Linked DNA regions of Acanthopagrus latus: region 2 is linked to region 1. A link is a contact called in public Hi-C data. All regions are on one chromosome and are shown on one strand. The core of a region is the stretch at or near the end of the contact, and the rest is flanking DNA. Distances in the headings are between cores, read along the strand shown.

What was found. A called contact is a pair of places that touch in the nucleus more often than the background predicts.
Region 2: a Hi-C map of muscle shows a contact between it and region 1, with 2.5 times the contacts expected there. The contact joins the promoter of LOC119024740 here to the promoter of tes in region 1. A contact is called at or near these places in 3 of 4 Hi-C or Micro-C datasets (liver and muscle).

The regions. Positions count from the first base shown.
Region 1 is chr8:20,210,848-20,215,216 of fAcaLat1.1, reverse strand. tes (testin) reads right to left here and starts at 2,347. Exons shown (of 9, transcript XM_037107653.1): 1 at 2,140-2,347. The coding sequence starts at 2,166.
Region 2 is chr8:20,424,863-20,429,231 of fAcaLat1.1, reverse strand. LOC119024740 (F-actin-capping protein subunit alpha-2) reads right to left here and starts at 2,319. Exons shown (of 10, transcript XM_037107809.1): 1 at 2,186-2,319. The coding sequence starts at 2,269.

The sequences.
Region 1 (4,369 bases), core at 1,098-3,597:
GTTTTAGGTTTGGTTTCACTTCACAATACTGTATATGATGTTGCAACATCAAGACACACTCCTCTGGCCCAAACTTCCCTCTTTTGATGAACTGGGTGGGGTGAAAATGATGAAAACATTCAACTATCCAACATCAATCTTCCTCTGACATTTTATTTACGCCTCCTTGCCATCGCTTTGGAGACAGTTTTCTGTTTTGATTTTGTCATGTTGCATTTTTGTGACCGCTTGCCAAAAATCGCAAAGGATTACATGATTCTTCTCTGTTGCAAATTTTCCCTCAGAATCTTCATCCATGGCAACTTCAACAGCCATTTAGATGTTTGGAAAAGAATGTGACTCAAGACAAGGTCACAACTTCAGAGTGGAGATCACCAAAAACAACTCAAATCTAATAAAATTGCAGTGATGATGATTTGCCAGCCTGTACACAGTGCGCTCATAGTCGCAATTTATTACCTCAGCGCTCTCTTTGGAAGACTGCATGAGCTTAATTGAGCATAATATTACCTAAACACACAGGTTAAAAGGGGCAGTTACATTTTGACAATAATTACAGCTGCCTCTTGCTGCTTGAGGAACGCCTGGCGACCTGCAGCCGCTGAAGGCTTATCTCCTCCAGGGATTAAAAACAGATGTCCGACTGTGTCCGTCTGGGTCATCCAGCTGCGCAGACCCACTTACCAACAGCAGTTTACTGTATATACTGTATAAACAAGGTTCAATGCACTTTACTTGAGTTGACTTTGTTTAGTCTAACTGATCAGCAACTAGCAATATATCTGCAGACATATAAAGACATCTTGGCTCTATTACAGGCTGGCTAATGCCAAAAATAGAGTCAAACGACCTTGTAGAAAGACACAATGAATGGTGAATCCTGGAGTAGTACACACTGTGGGGAGCAAACTATCTGTTAGTTTCATGCCACACACAGCATAGGCATTTTTTATGTGCTTCATCTAATTTTAACTGTTTGTGTCTGCACGTACATGACTTATCCTAGAAACAAACTGTGTTTGGTACATACATATCCCCAATGCAGATGTTACATCTTATTGAGTGATTGCTGCTGCAGCTCAGCTACTACACACCTCATCATCTTCGGATCACACGGATCAGATTTTTAACAGCATGGATTACCAACAGTGCCTGCCAGGATAATCACCCCTGAAAAGAGCCCCTGGGTCACCAAAAATGATGTTTTGAACTACTAATTTCCAGTGTCACATCAATTGAGATCCAAACTGAAGGGCACACTAAACAATTCCAACAATGCGTCAATTTCCAATTAGTTACACTATGACTGGGTCATGTGCAGATTTTTAAGAAGGAATTCAATGTATGCCAGACGTGCAATGAATTCAACATGTGCCCAGCAACCATGTGCATCTAAAGTAAACTCTCTGAAATGAATTAACATCCTGTGGATTGACTCTGTTGAACAATTCTAATCAATCTCTAAGACTAAAAAACAAACCTTGTTTTCTTTTTTTTCTTTCAAGAACTACTGAGATTAGCTCTATAATTTGGCAGTTGTATAAACTTTATAAGAAGCACTTATTCTTTGCTTTCGCAACTAGTCTGCCCTTACTCTCACGATGACTTTGTTGTTATAGAAATATACTTAAATGCACACCAATAGAAAACTAAAACATCAACACTCTATAAACTACAGCTGTTTCGTGCACAACATGCATGCCGAACTTCGTTATTTATTCAGTTATTTTGCTAAAAGATTAATAACATGTTACAGAGCTTGTGAGTTTGGTTCATATAGAGGGTGACACTAAGTTGCCAAAATTTCAGATGCAATTTGGCGCTGACTTTCTTAACAGGAAGTTCTCCTGCTAACAAGTCAGGCAGCTCCAGCGTTACTTTTCCAACCAAATCAACAGACAAGTGCTTGCTGTTACATCTTTCAACTAGCTATTGCTTCATATTTATATCGTTTTATTTATCTTTTATTATCAATGAAAACGCAAAAAAATGACTCTGAAACACGATCGAAATGAAAGGTTCCAAGCGAACAACAAAGTCTGGCTGTGATACTGTAACTTTTCTCGCCACCTGCCCCGTGCTCGGCACACCTTCTCAGGGCGTGCCCCGTCTGGCCGAGCACTCTGGAGGACAGCTTACCTTCTTCACTTCCTTCTCTATCTCCATTTTAGCGTTTGTCAGCGAGGAGTTGACTCGGTCCAGACGAATCGAACAGCAACTGTAAAAAAAGCTGTTTTAACAAACAGAAACCGGTCCGGAGGAATAATGAAACAACCCGGTTCACGGTCTGCTTTCCCCTCGGAGGTCCTGCTCCGCACTGACGTCAATCGTAACAAAATGGACGAAAGGGTTTCCGGTCCGTGCTTTCAAAATAAAACCCTCGTTCAGGGGGTTTACCAATCCCACGGGTACAGCCGGTGGAAATGATAAACCGACAAACCGAGACGATCAAATTATGAATAAAAGGTATTTAAAGCGGAATATTATTAATTCTGCGGCAAAACTAAAAAAAAAAAAAAGAATAATAAGATACAGAAAGATCTGTCTAGGCTTACATGTAGACTTGAGGAAAACAGGCTATTGCAAGTTAAATGTTCTTTTTGAAATGTGTATGTGAATTTAACCATTCACATACACACACATCGCAGTAAACTACCATGGAAGGAGCTGGCCCAACAATTTGGGGTAAATTGGGTTTCAATTATTTTATTTAGAAGATCGAGTTCCCTCACTTCCGGGAACGTCTTTACGTCCTCTCTCGAGCTTGACGTGGCTCTCTCTCCGAAGGTCCCGTTCACTTTTCATTGATTTAAAAGGCGGCGCTTGTGCTTTGACAGATCATCATATCAACCAATACAAATGGATATAGCGGGCCCGATGGCGCAGAAGCACCAATCAGAGAGCAGTAGGGGGCGTGCTCTTGTCATAACAAAGGATGTCCGTGTTTTGACAGATTCAACCTGCAGCAGCTCAGATTCTAAACTCGCTGTATTTTCCACCAATGACTTGACTGTTATTGCCCTGACAATTATGTTTAGTGATTTTTGATGGTGCGTTATAGAAACAAGAGAAATATGTCAATAAATGTTGTTAAATTTGTCTTTGTTTTTTTTAAAAAAAATCATTCCGTTTTGAATGTAGTCGTAGATCCACACATTGGAACGCGCCTTCACACGTACATGCTGGCACAAACCGCACACCACAGCTGGTTTGTTTTGTGATCTGATGTTTCATGGTTGTGTGAAACAGCTGCAGTGTCGCCCCAGTGACAGGAAACAATGTGGTTAGCAACTTCCTCTGTGGACTGCCGCTGGCCTTTGCAAAGGAAACACCACTGTCACTCCCTGACAGGGTCGATTGTAGGACGCCTATCTGTCAGGGTTGAATGAGTTTGGATGCTGTTTTTCAGCAACACTCAGCCTCACTTTGATGTCTGATCTTTGCTGTCTGGTATGAACATCTGTAATACAACATTTACTTAACATCTGTAAACTCTCAGACAGCTGTGTTCTCCCACTTCCAGAGATGCTGTCATTTCCTCTGCCGCATCCAAAACTTACCACGGCCCAACCATGTGTAATGGAGCTGGAGGATTGTCATGACAAAGGTGCTGTGAACCTCAGCTTGAAATGTGTAGAAAGTCAAAAGTCAAAAAAGATGGGATTTGTGTGTGTGTGTGTGTGTGTGTGTGTGTGTGTGTGTGTGTGTGTGTGTGTGTGTGTGTGTGTGTGAGAAACCATCCAGTTGTCGTGCCAGCATTTTATTTTAGCAGGTCTAAACTGCAGGTTTGCAGGACATTTCTTCAGTCCGACGCCTCATCTTCCAGTGACACAGCTGTGAATACGTGATAAAACAGCAAACAACAACAGGACTCTATCAGCTCATCAGAGACAGTACTTTTCACAGTATTTTTCTGAGACAGAATATAACCCTAACCCAACTGAAGGAAATGTACTCTAGCGAGCACCACACAGACATGTCTCAACAGAGACTTCTCCAAGAGCTCGAAGAAACCAAAGAGCAGCTGAAAAGCTGAAAGCCCCGAAAGAAATGTACATCAACAGGGGGGAAACATAACATAACATAACATAACATAACATAACATGACATGACATGACATGACATGACATGACATGACATGACATAACATAACATAACATAACATAACATAACATAACATAACATAACATAACATAATGTTATGTGAAATAGAAAGATTAATATCATGTCCAGACACACAGAGCAGTATGATATCACCTATATGTTTCAAACAAAGTAATGTCAAGCTGTTAGCTTGCAAATTAAAACATAGTGTCTCTTCCATGTTCAGGACAAATTTCAATTCAAACCAGTGAAAAATGAGCGATTG
Region 2 (4,369 bases), core at 1,070-3,569, 210 kb before region 1:
ACATCATCCATGATAAGCTTTATAAAATCACAAGGTGGCCACAGTCACCATCACGCCCTGGTCCTGTAATGAAATGCTTAGCTAACAGCTGATGCCTGTGTGTTGATGAGCATGACACAGTCACACCCGCGGGTCAGTGAGATGCCTAAACTCTAAAAAACTTCTGACTCAGACTGCTGTGGAACAGAAGAAAATAAAACCAGGCCTTGTTTTAACTCTGAATGGCGTATTACATAACCTGGCAACGGAAAAGTTCACAACCATTTATACAGAAGAATGCTCATAATGGTTTAACTGTGATATTAACAAGCTTGGTGGGAATTTTGACTGCAGGGTAAAGATGGATACACACGGGGTATCGAGTAAACAAGTAAACACATACTTCTCTGTGTGTCATTATGATCAAGGCTGCAACTACAGCTTTTTCACTATTCATTAATCTACTGAATATTTCTGTATTTAATCGTTGGGTTAATTAAAAAAGACATTTTGAAAAATGTTGAATACACATCACAAGTTATTGTGATTAATGATATTATCTAGCTTATAGAGATGTTTGCCTATAAGGTCTGACAGAGACAAAAACAAGTTCTGAATTTATCAAAACCCAAAATAAACAGTGATGGAATGTAACTACAGTACAGTACATTAACTTGACTTAAGGGGCTTGTACTTCATATTATTTCCATTTTCCACTACATTTTGGAGGCAAAGAGTCTACATTGTTTGTTTGTTTGTAGATTACACGCTGCATCAGAGCCAAAGGAGCAAATTCTTTTAGAGAAAAGATAATCAATTTTATCTACAATTGGACTAAAGACCAGATAAAGAGAAAACACCACTGATTCCAATGATCAGAGAGAACGTATCAGATCTGGTAATCAACCAGGCTGAGAGAGAAATCTGATATATCACAGAATAATCGAGTGAAACATTGAAATAAAGTAAATAAAAATGTACAACATTTTAAAAAAATAAATCAAGCAAATCTTCACAGCTGCACCCATTTAATTCATGCCATATTTTCCGGCTAACTCAAACAAAAAATAGCAGTTCCCAAATTGTCAATTAACTTATTAATAATTTTACCAAAAGTGTTTCAAGCAGCAGAAATCACACTGACTTCCCTCTCTCAAATCTGTTTTCCAACACATCTAACCAAAATGCAAACACAGCTTAACACAGACCAAAATGTGGTTGCAAAATGAAGTCAACCCATTGAGCAGGAAATTACACTTAAGTGCAGACAGTTCAGGCACATGCAGTCGAACACTCATGTTGTGTCAGGGTATTGGCTGTGTGTGTGTCTGTGTATGCACTTTTAAGGAAATGAGAAAATGAACAGGGCAGACACTAGCAGGGGTGTAAAGGGGTAGGAAGCCTGTACTGTATGGGCTTGATTACATAATTTGCAAAACAGTGCTCGGTTATTTTTTTAAATAATAAATGCTGGTGGGAGAGCTTTAGAGTTGACTTTTAAATATGAAGAGCATATGTAAAAGACACGTCGCAAATGATCAATAAAACCTCACGTCGTGGATCAAGTGGAGCTCGTAGCCTAACGTCAGTTCATACATCTTTTTACTGACTGGAACGCTATTTATTAGAGGTATAGCGATTAGCAAGCTAGCTTGTATAATGCCCATAGTTGATGTCATACGACGAATTAAATCCTGCTCCACGTCAAATAATCGGACAATCCACCACTTCCAGTGTTTTATGCGTGCCGACAGAAAAGCGGTATCAAACAGCGAAAAGGGCGTGTTGGTAAGTGTAGCTGTATGCTAGCAGGCTGCGGCTATGCTAAACTAACTAGCTAGCGATGTTTGGTGTATGAAACTTCCCTAACACAGGCAGCCAGAGACACAGGGGGGAAACGACATGTCCACACAACGAAAGCGGTGCGGGTGGCGAGCTTAGTTGAAATTATAATTTGAACACGGCTCCTATTTTGAGTCAGGACCGTACAAGGAGCCTCCGTTTGAGATTCGCAAATGAGCGGAAGTTGAGCTAAAAATAATAAGAGCAGAAGCAGCAGCGGTTGTGATGAGGCCTGGGTTTTCTCCAAATTCAACTGCGCCGGTCGACGCCGGGACGCACCGACAGACACACTCAAATGCAACTCAAAAACGAGCGCTAACGTGCCCCCGCTGGAGTTTATCTAGCGATTTATTTGGCATCTTACCTTTTCCTCGTCGGATAGCTGCTCCTCATGATCCGCCATCTTTTCTTCCGGCACCACCAGCTTGTCAGAGCCCCGTGACGTCATCACATGGGTGGATTCCCAGCTCGGCTGAGCTCAGTGTTAAAGAGTGGTGACTGATGCTCTGTCACTGGCTGTGCCTTCAGTGGCTGTCACATGCAGCATGGGTATTTTGACAATTTCAAAGAATAATTTAGATAATTGAATTAAAAATAACGCATTTATATATCCTTATATCCAGGGCTGCTGTATGCAAGATCATCCTTCTGGGATCACTCCATATATAATCACACTCACTGTCAAAAAGAATATGCTCAGGAACAGATTTAATTCTTGAGGATTTTGTGTTACCTCCCATTACACAAAAACTGCTGAATCGGATTTCCACGAAACTTCGATGGAGGATGGGACTTTAGGTGTGGATCTTAATTCTAGTTTTCTTTAACATTGTGAGATTGTGGGTGATTTTTGAAAATTTTCGTGAATTTCTCAGAGAATAAGGCATGGATCTTGATCCAAAATAAATCACGTGGATTTACGCGGCTGGTATCTATGAGTGCAATATTTATTTGGCTATTTAATCATTATTTATATCATTTTGTCTTTACAAATAACATAGTAGGAGTTAAAATATAATTTTGTTCTACAATCCTGGCTGTATGATGTCAATTAAATTGATCTTGAATTATGAATCTTGAATCATTTTTGTGCAGCTTTTGGAAATAAAACAAGAAAAAATGCTCTTCTGTTTGCATCTCATTTGAAGTATTTAGTTAGCTGTCAGTCTGTTAGAATTGCAGAGCGTGTAGGTTTTCAATGTCTCATGTTATGAACCCCAACAGACACAGTTTTAACCTCTGAACCCCATCTGGTAAGTTCAGAGGCAAAGAACTCCTTCTGTCCATTGTTCTAGAAATGAGTGGTCGTGACCTAAGAAAAGTACCCCCCCCAACACTCGGATTAACCAAATAATCGGTGAAACAACTAATCTTTCTGTGACGGTCACGAGTAGGTGGCAAGAGATATTGGAGGAAAAAAGCACATCTCTCCCATCCATTAATAAAATGTAATATTTTTTGCAAAAGTATGTCTTCTTCATCATCAAAACATTTTGGGGAAGCCCTGTGATTTCCCAGAGATGCTGTCACATTGTGTATGCTGGGTGTTCCACCACTAGATGGCGAGCTAAGACAAATATCCAAAGCTAGCAGGGTCCTGTCCAAGACTCATCTGCTTGAGAGAGGAATGATATCAGTTTCACTGTCTGACTCATTCTCTTTCACGCTGCCAGCAACAAAAAGATAACATGTAACTCAACACTGAATGCGAAAAGCCCACAGCAACACAGAGACGGGGCTGAGGGAGTGAGACGGGGAGAAACAAAGGGAGAGGTTTGTTAAATATTATCACAGATGGTTGTTTGAGCACTGAGGAGAAGGAAGTCTGATTGAAAGGATCCTTTTAGTCACTGAAGTCTTTTCATTTCATCTTCCTGATGCGTGCAGTGTGACACGTCTACATGCAGTGTGACGCGCGCATGCAGTATGTGACCCAAGCCTAGCTCCACTGTAGTTGGATGTTTACCAGATAGCTGCTGCCTTCAGTCGTCAGATCCTTCAGGTGGATATACACCATTGCAAGAAAAAAGTCCCGTGTCCTCTACACGTGCACACTTGACAAACTTAGACAATGTAATTTGTTGAGAGTCATGTCACGAAATAGACAATGTAGGTACATAAAACAGAAATGTTAAAAATAGTAAGTGAGTAATGAACTTAGTTGTAACGTACTGGCTGGTTAGTCGGTGACATAGTCTGGCTGTTTGTTACCTGAGGTCTTCCTGTCTTTATTATGATCCACATTAGCTGGTCACTAATCTCCCTGAGGTCCTGACGACAAAAACTTACTTTTGCTAATTTATTACAATTACTTTGCAAGGAAATAACTTTTGATACTTAAATACATTTATTATTAGATACTTTGAATCCTTTTCGTGTGTGGGAATTGCCAAACGGACTTTACTAAAGTCATATTTTAGCATCATGTCTTTACTTTTACTCAAGTATGACTTCTGGGTACTTTACAAAAAGATGAAGTTGGATGTTTATCTGTATTTGTCACCTTCAGTCATGTAAGACATTTTCAGAACTTTATCCCCCTTGTTCT